Linked DNA regions of Drosophila melanogaster: region 1 is linked to region 2. Evidence: chromatin contacts called from public Hi-C data. All regions are on one chromosome and are shown on one strand. The core of a region is the stretch at or near the end of the contact, and the rest is flanking DNA. Distances in the headings are between cores, read along the strand shown.

What was found. Hi-C and Micro-C count contacts between places; a contact is called where the count stands out from the background.
Region 1: a Hi-C map of the Kc167 cell line shows a contact between it and region 2, with 4 times the contacts expected there. A contact is called at or near these places in 13 of 107 Hi-C or Micro-C datasets (the Clone 8 cell line, the D17-c3 cell line, the Kc167 cell line and 6 more) and 4 of 7 datasets of targeted methods (the Kc167 cell line and the S2 cell line).

The regions. Positions count from the first base shown.
Region 1 is chr3R:31,402,216-31,409,061 of dm6, reverse strand. PNPase (Polynucleotide phosphorylase) reads left to right here and starts at 3,610. Exons shown (of 5, transcript NM_170550.2): 1 at 3,610-3,791; 2 at 4,458-4,650; 3 at 4,707-5,126; 4 at 5,187-6,407; 5 at 6,480-6,846. The coding sequence starts at 4,505. It overlaps Gprk2 (G protein-coupled receptor kinase 2), which reads right to left and starts at 3,817. Exons shown (of 13, transcript NM_057519.4): 1 at 3,106-3,817.
Region 2 is chr3R:31,216,559-31,223,423 of dm6, reverse strand. It overlaps CG12054, which reads right to left and starts at 2,722. Exons shown (of 7, transcript NM_001260456.2): 1 at 2,582-2,722; 2 at 1,959-2,511. The coding sequence starts at 2,058. ATPsynC (ATP synthase, subunit C) reads left to right here and starts at 3,794. Exons shown (of 4, transcript NM_143595.2): 1 at 3,794-3,888; 2 at 4,376-4,481; 3 at 5,480-5,684; 4 at 6,247-6,865. The coding sequence starts at 4,434. The coding sequence ends at 6,410. mir-4949 (mir-4949 stem loop) reads left to right here and starts at 4,052; the gene lies at 4,052-4,150. It also overlaps RNaseP:RNA.

The sequences.
Region 1 (6,846 bases), core at 2,361-4,860, 180 kb before region 2:
GGCGGGCGTGGCCGACGAGGGTTTGCCTTTAATCAAAACTGAAAATAGAGAGACAACAAAAGCGTCGAAGCGGCATAAGCCGAACAATTTCGGGCACAGGAAGGGGACCTGAAAAAAATGTCGAGGGAAACTTCTTTTTTAGCTCTGTGTACTTTGCGAGTTGTTTTCCAAGAGGGGAGGGGCAGTGGTTATTTCGGGGGCGGTTGTGAATGTAAAACGCTTCTCGGCAGACAAGAGCAAATAGAACACACGGCACAGCCGCCAGCCAAATATCCCGGGAAGAACAGTGCGATGGAAGCTCTTTGAAACGAAAGTTTATCAAGGTCATTACGCCATGGTGGCTTCCCTTTTCTCCAAGGCCATCAGCCCACCTGTCATTGCTGTCTTGTAGATTACCACCAGGCATTTCTGTTTCTTCTTATCGAACTACGCCAGACTGGGCAGGTGGGTGTGTCAGGCGGATGCTAGGCACTTGGAAACGATGAGGAGCACGGAAGAGATGAATCATAAGGAATCAATTCCAGTGCCGTGGGAAGTTATGTTCATATTAGTAGGACCTAAAGGAAGGAACCTTTCACGCTGCTTGTTTTCAAAACCCATTAGGCAGATGCCTTTTCATCTATTAGAAATGAAAAGGAAAGGAACCATCATTAAGTGGCTTTTCACTCGAAGTGATTCGATTAAATTTGCATGCCCTCCGGAGATTTCGTTTGGCAACTAATGAGCCCTCCATGTGCCATCCGCCCATTGCCACTGATCCTACCCATCCCTCTTTCACTTTTCCGACATATTCCGCAAAACTTTTCTCACATTTCACTCCAACTTTTCCCACACGCACAAGGAACTCGAACTGCAAGTTCTAATTGAATTTAGTTTTATTAGGGCACATGAAAGGAAAACACAGGGCCTGGAAAAATGGAAACATTGGGAGCGCTTTCAGTTTTCATTGGCTGCCAAAGGGTGAGGAAATCTGGTTTTCTTAAGGGCAAGGCAAATCCCATATTCTCAATCAAGGAAGGCAGGATTAATTAGATTGAACGAGAAGGGAACCTTAGAGCCTCTTTGTAAAGCCCAAAGTCACAAGAAAAACAGGCACCGAAGTTGGTAAGCCGATTTTGGACCAAAAACCAGCAAGTGAACAAAAGGCGGCGACCACAAAAAATTGATTTAAGCTGATTTTCGGGCCATTTGTGTTTTTCGTTTTCTGTTGTTTTTTTTTTTCTTCTAGAGACCAACAATATTGACCGACGACCACGCCCAGTTCGGGCGGCGTGAGGGGCGTGCGGCGCAATTAATATCAATTCCCGTTGGGCCATTAACACGAGCCAAAAACATATTGGCTAACAAGTGTCAAAGTCGCGCCAAATTAGCGCAGAAGGCGACGATGATGGCATGTGGGCGTGGTCGGGATTGGAATTGGAATTGGGAAGTTCAGTGGGCTGGGTCCAAGTGCTGGCAATGATATCCTGCCAAGGGAAGAGCAGCATGTGGCCAACCCTCCTTCGCGCTCGAACTGGCGTTCGTTGTTTGGGTCCTGCCCTCATTGATAATAATATTCGATTGGGTTTTATTTGCCCATGGGGTTGGCGCTGATGGTTTATTGTTGTCTGCACGGGGCCCAGGATACCCAGGATACACATGTTTCTGCCAATTGCCTACGTCATCCTGTCGGAATGGGTTGCGGGTTCTCGGGACTCACAGCTCGCAGCTCGCAACTCGAGTCGATAAACTGTGACGCAAGCCCTCGAAACATGGAAACAATAGTTGCGACCTGACAGTTGAAAAGGGCACCCCATGGGGTCACACATCAGAGATCTTGGACTTTAACAATCACCATCTGTGTACCAGAGTAGAGGTCTTCTGTGAATGGCACATTGACTCCCATCCGCCGATGAAAAGTGGAAACGTTTATCAGCTAAACGTCCAGCTCGTCTTAATTATGCAGCCGGCGAGGCGATTCTCAAACAATCAGAGACACCCGGCTGCCGATGACGTACCACAGAAAAAAGAACTCGAAATGCAGAAGCGATAAGGAAAGTACATCGGGACATTGCGAGGGTCGCCCTTGAAAAGCGGGGGAAAGTTACGCTTTTGGGGAAAAACTATTTTTAACGACTCGCATTTGTCAGCTGCAAATGGAAACGGGAATTTATTGCCAGGCAATCACGCTGATTTATGGTGATTTCAAAATGGTTTCACTAATTGGTTTGCGTTCTTTTCCAATGTTCGTGCTATAAAAATACAGATTTTGAGTTCGAGTACCGCAAATAGTTTTCTGTTAATTTTGGAAATAGGTTTCATGAATTATGGGGAATTTTCCTGTGCATCACATCTCTGATGTTATTCCGACATTTTGCATAAAACGTACAGTATTTTGGAAGTAGTGTGCAAGTGATTAATAAATAAATATCTTGAATTAATGTTTATATCAGCTCTGAAAACTTTACGTAAATATAAAATGTATGATTTTAGAAGTCAAAATAATCAGTGAACACGCATGGCAGTGAGTCATCACTATTGTGAATGCCCAATATATTTTTGTGTGAGCAATAGATGTTACTTCCGGATATCTTGGTAAATGCAAAAATAACAAGCTGACTTATGTCTACTAAGTCATTGATAAATTGTCAGAGGTTAACTAAAAAATAAACAAATTATTAATGATCCAACAATTCCACCGATTATCTCGATAACTTTTCATTTATTTACCAACCTGCCCTCTTTAGCGGGTCAAATGATGGACGGGAACAGCGAGACAATAAATAATGAGCTATAAATATTCATATAGTGCATTGTTGGGCTGATTGCTTGCATGTGTGCATCTGTGCATGGGTATTTATGCATTTAAAAAGCAAAGAAGGAGGACCTACTGATAAGCATTTCCCGATTGCTTTCACTTTTTAATCGATTGGCGTGGGGTGACAGGGATGGCGCGAGTCCTGCGGCATTAATGCAATTAATCGCCAGGAGAGACAAGGCCAACGTGTGTGTAATTTACAGTTACCGTTAAGTGCTTAAGTGCAAAGGAGGGGAACAGCCAGTGAGTTGTGACCACCGAGGAGCAGTAGAAAATAAGGTGATTTCAAGCTGATTAATGAGACTTACCTGTTTGTTTGATGTGCTATTTAAAGCTTCACTGTGAGTTTCGGCTGGTTGGAATTTTCGCAACAAATGTGTGGGTTCTGATAAGAAAGCGGGCGTTGATAAGACGCTTTTCCTTCTCTCTCTCTCTACCACTCCTTTCGCACACCACTGCAATTGCAGCATAAACAATTTGAAAGAACAAGAAGAAGCAGCGACACGCCTAGTGGGCAATTTTCCGGCCTTTTCGTTGGGAAATCTGCGTTTTTTTGGCTTTGCGCTCTTTTTTGACTTTGCCTTTTGGCTTTGCGCAAGAATACTCTTTGATTTTTTGTTTTTCTTTTCAATTTGACCGCATTTGTCGATTTTGGTTTTCTTTTCGGTTGTTGTTGCGGCTCTCACCAAAATTCACACACACAGGCGCGCTCTCACACATGCACAGATGGGCGGGCACACAGAACACACACACGCACACTACGACACACGCGGCGTTTCGTTGACGGAAAAGATACGAAAAATACGGCGTGAAATTCCCAGCTTTTTTCGAAAAGGCTCGCAAAACAAGGGCTCGACGCTCTTGCGGTTTTCCGGTTGGAGGAGTGGCTTTTCTAAGACGACACACGACGACGTTCGCAACTGGGCTTTCTGCAAGTGCCCAAAATTAACGATGGATCCGCGAATTGCCTGCTCGAAAAATATTGGAGTCTTCTGTAAGACCGTCGTTGAGTTAGTGAAAGACGTCTTCGACTCGCGGTAAAAAACTCTAAACGCGTAAAAAGACGGACTAATTTTGGCGGACTGTGTAGTGCTGATGCCTCAGCTATTTTCTAGCTAGCTTGAATTACTTAGATCTGGCGATTTGGACATCGTCGCGTCATTCTGTTGGTCGTTTTAGGACCTTTCAGAACATACCGTCTTAATTCTTCGTTTCTGAAAAGGAATTTAAATGCTGTTTCTTGCATGCTGTAACTAACATTGCTAAGAGTTGGCAGCACTGCAAATTTGACATTATCGGGGACACAAGCTAATAGTTCATTTTCTGGGAACCCTTCTAAATATCTTATTGGAAACGAAATTAATTTTTTTAAAATACGCTGTATTAATATTTACTACATTATTCCTAAGACATAATCCGTGTAATAGTTTGTCTATATAATTCATTTGTTGTTACCCTTGCCAGGTGGCAACGCCGAACGCACACATGTTGCACACTCTACTTTGTTTTAAATGGGCATTCTAGTTTTGAGATAACTGAATTAAACAATACAAATAGTTGAGGCGCTCTAAGTCTAACTTCCAAGTCTCAAGAAACGTACAGGGCTTTTATTGTAAGATTTTGACCACTAATTATTTCTTAAATAACCATGAAAATACAGCGTACAGAACTGTCGCCTCAGCCGGAATCACCCGGCACTTTTAGGTAATGGCCATGATTTTCACACGGAAATCGCTGAAGCTGCTCAACTATCGCCTCAAATGCCTAAGTTTGTCCTGCCCAGGAGGAAGGAGAGGAATCCAAAGCAGTTCCAACGGAGAAGCGCCCTCCGTGGAAGTCAACTTCAGCAATGGGTGAGTTCGTGGCCTCCACTCCGAGTTCCAATAGCAAAGTCTTGAATCCTCCGCAGACGTAACATGACCTTCAGTTCCGGCCGCCTGGCGAGATTTGCGAATGGAACAGCTGTGTGCCAAATGGGCGATACCGCCGTCATGGTCACCGCGGTGGCCAAGGCGAAGCCAAATCCCGGCCAGGGATTCATGCCTCTGGTGGTTGACTACCGACTGAAAAACGCCGCCTCTGGCAGAATACCCATGAACTTTATGCGCCGCGAACTGGGCCCCTCGGAAAAAGAGATCCTGTCCGCCCGCCTTATCGACCGTTCGCTACGCCCGCTCTTCCACAAAGATTATCGCACGGAGACACAGCTGGTGTGCAACATGTTGGCTATGGACGCGGTGCACAGTCCGGATGTGCTTGCAATCAATGCCGCTTCCATGGCGCTATCTCTAAGTGACATTCCCTGGAATGGACCCATTGGAGCTGTGCGGTGAGTACTCACGAACGAATCTAACTGGTAACCGCTTATAACTCTTTTAATCCTACAAAGCGTTGGCCTCTGCGACGGCGAGGTGCTGATCAACCCCACGCGCCGGGAGCTGCAGACTTCGCAACTGGATTTGGTAGTCTCCGCCACCAAACAAAACCTCGTCGTTATGTTGGAGGGCAAGGGGAATGTGGTTCTTCAGCAGGACCTTCTAAAGGCTATCAAACAAGGGACTCGTGAGGCCCAATTCATTATCCACGAGATCGAGCGACTGCAGAAGGCCTATGGTCGACAGAAGCGCGAAGTGGAAGTGGCTGCCGAAGTAGATCCCGAACTGGGGAAAGCCGTTCGTAGCATGTGCGAAATGCGGCTGAGAGAGATCTTCCAGGATTCGACGCACGACAAGATGTCTCGTGACAATGCGGTTAACGAGGTGCGCTCCAACGTTATTGACAAGGTGTGGAGTTCGTTTCCGGATACCGAACCGTCGCTTATTACCGAGCAGTTCAACCAGACCAGTAGAACCATTTTTCGCGAACTGATCTTTGAGCGGGGTCTGCGTTGCGATGGACGAGATTACGACCAGCTGAGGAACATCTCCTGCCAGGTGGACATGTACAAGCCTCTCCACGGATCCGCCCTATTCCAGCGCGGTCAGACGCAGGTCTTCTGCACGGTTAGCTTGGACTCGCAGGAAAGCGCAATGAAACTTGACTCGTTGGCTGCTTTAGATAGCGGTGGCCTGAAGGCCAAGAACTTTATGCTGCACTATGAGTTCCCGCCCTATGCCACGGGTGAAGTGGGTCGGATTGGTCCAGTGGGTCGCCGGGAAATGGGCCACGGAGCCTTGGCGGAGAGATCGTTGCTTCCCACCCTGCCGAATGATTATCCCTTTACCGTAAGACTCACCTCTGAAGTCCTGGAATCCAATGGGAGCAGTAGCATGGCCAGCGTTTGCGGTGGCTCCTTGGCCCTTATGGACGCCGGCGTTCCAGTGAGCGCACCTGCGGCAGGTGTGGCCATTGGCCTGGTCACAAAGTTCGAGAACGACGACACTAAGCACCTGCAGGACTACCGCATTCTCACCGACATCCTGGGCATCGAAGATTACATGGGCGACATGGACATGAAGGTGGCTGGCACGAGAAAAGGCTTCACCGCCATCCAGGCGGACCTCAAGATCCCGGGAATTCCTCTTAAGGTTGTGATGGAATCGCTACAAAAGGCCACCGATGCCAAATCTAATATTCTGGACATCATGAGTGAGGCTATTAGGGAACCTCGGTGAGTACACGTCACTTAAGGGAACTACATGGTTTTAAATGCTAATTTTATAATACTCTCGCAATCGTTTAGAAAATACCCCAAGGAGAGCTGGCCAGTGAGTGAAACCCTAACTGTAGAGCCGCAACAGAGGGCGCAGTTAATTGGTCCCAGCGGCCTTCACATGAAGCGGATTTACTTGGAAACGGGCACCTCCCTAACAGCAGTCGATGAGACCCATTTCAATGTTTTTGCTCCTTCGCAAGCAGCCATGGATGAGGCCAAGGAGCTGATCGAGGGCTACATGGTGAAGGAACGAGTGCCGGACCTGGAGTTCGGCGGAATCTACACTGCCAAAATCACCGAATTGCGAGACACCGGAGTAATGGTCATCCTCTATCCCAGTATGCCACCCGCTTTGCTGCACAACTCGCAGCTGGATCAGCGCAAGATAGCCCAT
Region 2 (6,865 bases), core at 1,473-3,972:
ACGATTTGACAGGTGCACAGGTACATTTGTTTGGTTTACTGCGGCAGTTAGCCTTTCGCAGCTGGTTATCTAAATGCGAGTGCAGAAACACTCATAAATAAATTATCCCGGGCATTTTCGGGACCGTACAACAGGTGCCTGGCAACTGTGAAAAGGACAAACCTGAAGGTCTCGCCGCCTTTTGCGTTGCCATGACAACCGAATCGAGCCGAAACGAAGCGACAACGCCCACTGAGTCCTGATAACAGGCACACATCCATATCCATGCACCCAGCCATCCATCCAACCATCCAACCATCCATCCACTCAGGGAACCCACGCATCGAATGTCCTTCGAGATAATGAAATGATGGGCATTTATAAGCCCTAGAACAGCTCGCTCACGTAATGGATACGCAATGGATGTGGGGAAATGGGCAAACGGGGGATGCGGGTTTTCGGGGCCTCGGGCGTATTTGGTATCTGGGCCTGGGCGATTTTGGGGGTGGCAGTTGCCAAGTGGGCGTATGCTCGTGCCTGGGCTTTATGTAATGCCCCGGGACGCAAAAGGGGGTGGTGGCTAGGTGGGAAAGCCTGCCCGGGCAGCCATTTTATATGTTCAAGTGTGCGTGTGTGTGTGTTGACCGTTATCACGCAGCAGTGGCAACAACAAAACAGCTGCCAACGTAATCGTCAGCTGAGCAACCCCTCTGCTTTCTCTTTCCAACCCCTCTCTCTACGCGTGTGTAAGAGAGCCTGATTGTGCACAGAGAAAAATTGAAGTGCAAAGGGTAATTAAATAACGTGTGTACGTACAGCTTACAAAGTAGGCGAGCTCTGCAATCACCACTTTACATTGCCCCTAAAGCATGAAAATGCATTGACTTGGATGAATGGTGATCTCACTCGTTAATTTTATGTGTTTTTGTAAATAAATTACACGACCTTTAAAAAGTACCTCATTCTAAAAGCAAAAAGAGTCAACCATACAAACGTACATACATAAAAATAACTCTCAGTGTAAGACGCACGGCATGTTCGGCATAAATAAAGCCCGTTAACGGTTAAACCACCCCCAAACCCCCGTTTTCGTAATGCGGCAACACTACTGAGCTTAACTCTATTGATTTTTCGCCCTCGAAAACCCCGCCCCTCGCCATACAATCACTAAAATTAGAATTTGTTTATTTCAGCCGGTAAACACACACCGTGGAAATGATTAATTGGAAGCCCACGGGAGTCACGTGGACGGGAAAGTTCAAGTATCGATTGTGATTGTGAGTGCGTGGTATGAGCGGAGGGGGAAGGCGCATGGGGCAGACAAGAAGCGCATCTCCTCCAACTTCTAAGTTCCAACTCCGATTACCGGATGCGGATACACCTGCCATGGAAACGAACGCCAGAAACAGCCGAACCCAAGCCAAGCCATGCGGACAGGTCAAAAAAAGGGCGCTCAACTCGCCGGTTTCCACTACACCGCAAACAACAACTAGATGCTGTGCTGGCCTTCCAAACACACACGCACGCACACACACAGACAGGCGGGGTTTTGAATGGATCACCGGCTTTTTTGCTTTTGTTTTGCTTGTGCTGCGCTCTCGCTCGCACCCGCACTTTCCAGCCAGCGCACCGATCAACGAATGCTGTACGCGCCTGGAAAACAGGGCGTGTGTGTGCGGCGTGCAGCGGTGTGTGTGGGCACAGGTAGCCATTTCCAGGCTTCCAGCATCGATTTTGCCTTTAAGTGCAATAAATGCCGAATGCAAACTGCAAATCATATCGTAGAAACAACATCCAATTCACCACGAAGCCGTTCACGCACTCACACACTGACGAACTCGCACACCTCTGCCCCGCTGCGATCCGATTTGTTTTTTTATTTATGCCGCGGCGAGTAAATAAAATAAACAAAACACACCGAGAACATCACGCGACGGTCAAATGATAGCGATATTTACGGTGTTTACGACCCGTCTCACCTATGTGGGTGTCCTCGATGTGGGAAATCAGATCGCTCAAGCTCGGAAACGTGATGCCGCAGCCATTGTACTTGCAGACGTTGATCAGGAAAACGGCCATAATATATATCGTATTATCATATATATATATATATCACGTATTCCGAAGAGAACGAATGTGGCGAGTTATGTAAAAAAACAGCAACTAAATCGGGGGCTGGTCAGTGTGGCCAGGTCAGCACTGCACCGAAACGTCCATTTCCAGGGCTGCAATTTCAGCTTAGCGGCGACTCCCACCCACTTCCAATGTGCTGTGGTGAGTTTAGGGGGTTATGTGGCGTTTGATCGGGCGAATACTGTTCGTTGGTAATCAGGCGATAATAAGTCGCTTTCGAAATTCAGCAGGAGTACATGGCTTGTTTTTTTGTTAGCGATGAACCCTGCTTGTACTGCAATTCAGCTGCTTCTGCCGTCTCTTTCCCTACGCCGCTGTTCGGTGTGGTGTGTTTCGCTCCTCTGGCGTTTCCTCACACACGCACACACTCATGCGCAAGTGATGTTATGCAATTGAGGGCTGCAACATTTTGGGGGGCGTAACTGGGTTTAACTGACTTCAAATTAGCATCAGTATTATATTTACTTACAGCATTCTGTGCTTCGATTCAGTTGCATTCGCAGTTGCCGCTGGGTAATTAAAACATAATTTAAGCCGACGTGACGTAGACACAAACACCGACGTCGAACGACGCGTAACGCTGCGTTTGTGGTGGTGTGCGTGACTGTGGTGAGTTTGCACGTACCAGGGCTGCACTGCATTCTCGGGCTCTTAGCGAGTGCACCCTCCTAACTAATTTAAGTCTAGCAGATACACCTTCCTATAGAACATTAAATATTTTGAGAATACAAACTTATATTTCGATGAAAATATGCCGGCCGGCTCTAGTTATTTACTAAGGCATTATTCCATAAGAAATTATTACAAGAAATAAATAAAAAATTTTATATTGTTTATTGCGTATAGAATTATGAAAAGATGCCAGAGGGCTCTAGTCGTTTCCTTTTGTATATATAGTTCCGTAAAAATTAATGAAAACAATAAATAATAATTAATTATATATTATATTATATATTATATATAATATAAAATTACACTTTTATTTCAATTTCGGGATAGGCATACTTGAAGCTTAGCTAAGGTTTATTAAAATGTTACCATATATATAATTTTTACATATGAATTTAATATTTTCCACCCCATCAAATATATTTTAAAAAGACAGGGAAACTTAGGGCACGATGAATATTATTACAACTGAAGTCTGGTTATATTTTATATACATAATTTCATCAACTATATTGATGATAAAAATATATTTCACAATACATATGTATGTAGTTAAATAAAAGAATAGATTATGTGCATGTAAAACACAAACGATTATACATACTTATTTGGCCCTACACTTGCCAAATTCATTGAAAACTTATCTAATTTATCTAATTATCTAATTATCTAATTTATCTATTGCATTTGCTGGTTGAAAAATTTTCAGAATGACCCGTTTTTATGGACCGTTCGCCAAAGATTTTATTTTATTAATTTGTAGTATAAATAAATAAACAAAATTAGAAAGACGCAGTTTCGTGGGAAAGGGCTATTTAATTGATTCTACGTATCCACTACTGTTATGGTCACACTGCGCCTATTGTGCAAGGGCAACCTCCTATTCTAGCAAAGACTCGCTCCTGGGGCGCGTCTCTGCTGAAAATGTGTAGCCAGGACTTGCACCGTGGATTGGGTTCTCAACCAAAATGGTATTTCTGGTACTTTCCAGTATTAAATCGACCTATCGTCCTTTTTCCCAGCTCCCGCTGACGGCCACACTTAGCACCCCCCAAAAGTCAGCGAAATTGTCAAATTCGTTTTACTGTTGTGAAGGGTTCGTTCGAAGTGAGTTGCTTTTTCCGGGTTTTTCCGTCCGCTGGCGGAGCACCCCCCTTATCAGCACCCCTCTGTTGGGTAACAGCCGTGCAAACGCCTCAGATAGCCAAAAAACGCGGAATTAGTGAAGAATCGTGTGAAATTTCGCCAATTAAAGTGCGAAACGTGTTTGATAATGCGCCGCCATCTTGCGGCACACTCGCACACACACACGTGTGCCATTCTGGTTTTGCAGTGGTGTGCGTGTGTGCCTCGAGTCGTTGCGTCACTGGAAAAGTTAGAAAATCGGCAAATTCGCAGAGGAAAAGCCAGCAAATCGGTTTCAATTGATGACTGAGCACAGATCGAGCTGAGAGTCGAGTGAAAATCCGGTGCGAGGGCAGATTTTCCGCATGTTACGTAACTTTTCTGAGGCGGCGTGGGACTTGATACAATGTATTCTTGGGACAGAAAGTCAGCCCAGAACTAATCGATATCTCCGTCTATATCTTTGCAGAGCCGTGCGCTAGCTTCAATTTTGTCGTAAGCAAAACAAAAAGGAAATTCAACCGAAAATGTTCGTGTCGACAGTCTCTCGCATTGCCCCAGTTGCCAGGAGCGCCGTAAGTACCCCTTCCCCATTTTTATGTCCGAATTGTGCGAGATAAAGTTAAAATGTGCAGGAAATTACATAATTATCGGAAAAGTGCATTGATTTTCCCGATCTAACCATTTGAATGCCGCCCTGGCGTGGTGAACTTCCAATGGCCGCGGTGAGAAAACACGGACGGCACACAGTTGCATAACTTTGAGGTTATGTGTGCGCCCAGTGGAATCTACTAATTAAATGCGAGAAATTGTGAATTATCGCTCAGCATCTGTGCGTAGAATTTAGTGAGTTCTTTTATTTGCAGTTTCAAAGGCTATCCCTTCATTGTATAACACCTGCTTTCAGGTCTGTGGTGTGTGTCTTTGAGGTTAGAACCGGCGAAAGCTTTCCAGTAGGGTGTTGAAAAATGAGAGGGGTGCGGGGTAATACAAATTGACAATAATTGACATTGTTTATAAAACTATAGTTGTTAATATCGGGCCACCAACAACTATGCTAGTAGCCTCTGAAGCACAACAAACACAGCAGCCAAAGTGCCAATCGAGGGAAAATTACTTAACGATTGCATAACTTGGCATTACAGCAGAGCAATGAACTTGGTCGGCACTCGAGGGTTAAGCAGCAGTATTAGTGTATTTGCCAAGATCCGGTCATGTGTGATCTAAATGCCCAAGCACTAAGTTTCTATTTCACACACAAATAGTTCTTACTTGTAGTACGATGTGAAGGAATTTCGGGTATTTATGGAACATTTTCCATAGCATTCCTATACTTATAAATTGAATTGGTAAACATGATAAACCATGAAAAGATTATATGAATCAATTCTCAATTTTTGTTGTCTATAAGCTATTAGTAGTAGATTAGTAGTGGTAATGGGGGTTAGGTAAAATATTATGAATTTTATGCATAATATATCTCTTATCACGGCCAGAAACTTTATCTCAAGCAATGTACACACGGCGTGGAATACCGCTTATATAATCAACGAACGCTCATCTACCTTTCTAGTTCCTCGCCAACTCCAAGCAGTACTTGCGACCATTGAGCAGCGCCATCATCAGCCAGAGCCAGACTTTGGCCGCTCAGAACACAACCCCCGTTGCATTGCTGCCACAGATCAGGTCATTCCAGACCTCGCCAGTCACGCGTGACATTGACTCGGCCGCCAAATTCATTGGTGCTGGTGCCGCAACAGTCGGTGTCGCTGGATCCGGTATGTATTGGTTTCGTTGGGCACCTACATCATTCAGTCAGAGGGGATCCCCAGACGCCTTGGGCTTCTTTTCCTCCAGTCAGTTGCAAACTAGCATCTGGGGCCCACACAACGAGTATCTGATTACTCCACAAACCATTGCCCCGGGAAGGTCTGAGAATCGGCCGAGCCAGCTGTTTGTTGCGGCTTCATTTCCCAGCAGGAAACCTGTGTGATTGCAGGGCGAAAGTACCAGAAATCCTGCTACCAGGTGTTGCCGTTGCCCCCGGTGACCGCCGCCTGGTTGGCATTGAAACCTTTCGTGGCCAGCGTTTTTAGTGCGATGTGCTTGCTGCCTCTAAGGCAGAACTCAATTCAGACTAATCTGTGACTGACTACCTGGTGAAAGAAGCTAAAGGCGCGTCAGGGTGACCCATCCATTCCCCATTGTCCGAATTCCATTTCTCACTTGCGAGCTTCGGCGAGAACCGGAGATGCCAACTGACTTGGACAGGGTACTAATGCTTTGATCTTCTTTCTCCTCCCAACTTCGCGACCGAAACACAACGAACCAATACAACAGGTGCTGGTATCGGAACAGTATTCGGTTCCCTCATCATCGGCTACGCCAGGAACCCATCGCTGAAACAGCAGCTGTTCTCCTACGCCATTCTGGGCTTCGCCCTGTCCGAGGCCATGGGTCTGTTCTGTTTGATGATGGCCTTCCTGCTGCTGTTCGCCTTCTAAGCGCGCCTGCTGCACATCGATTGCTCGTCCTTGTTTCCTGCGATCGGGCGCGTGCGCCAGTCGCATGCGAACGAGAATAGCAACCAAACAACACTTCAAACAAACAAACAACAACAACAACCAGAACAAGCAACACCTACGTTCGTTTTCGATTATTAATGATAAAATGATTGATTGATTGATTGATAGCAAACAAGAACATCCTGTACAACTATCTAATTATAAATACCAACAACAACCACATAATACATGTAATTTTGTTTTTAAAAAACATGCGAGCGAGGAGAAGACCACACCTACTTTAAGTTGAACAACCGAAATATCAGGAGGAAGGAGGATTGGATTCAATCGGATTGGACTAGCCAACGCTCACGCCCATACCCAGACGACAGACATTAAAATTAGATTTTACTTAAAGCAAGCTTCCGGCTCACCGAAAACACAACCCAATCGAT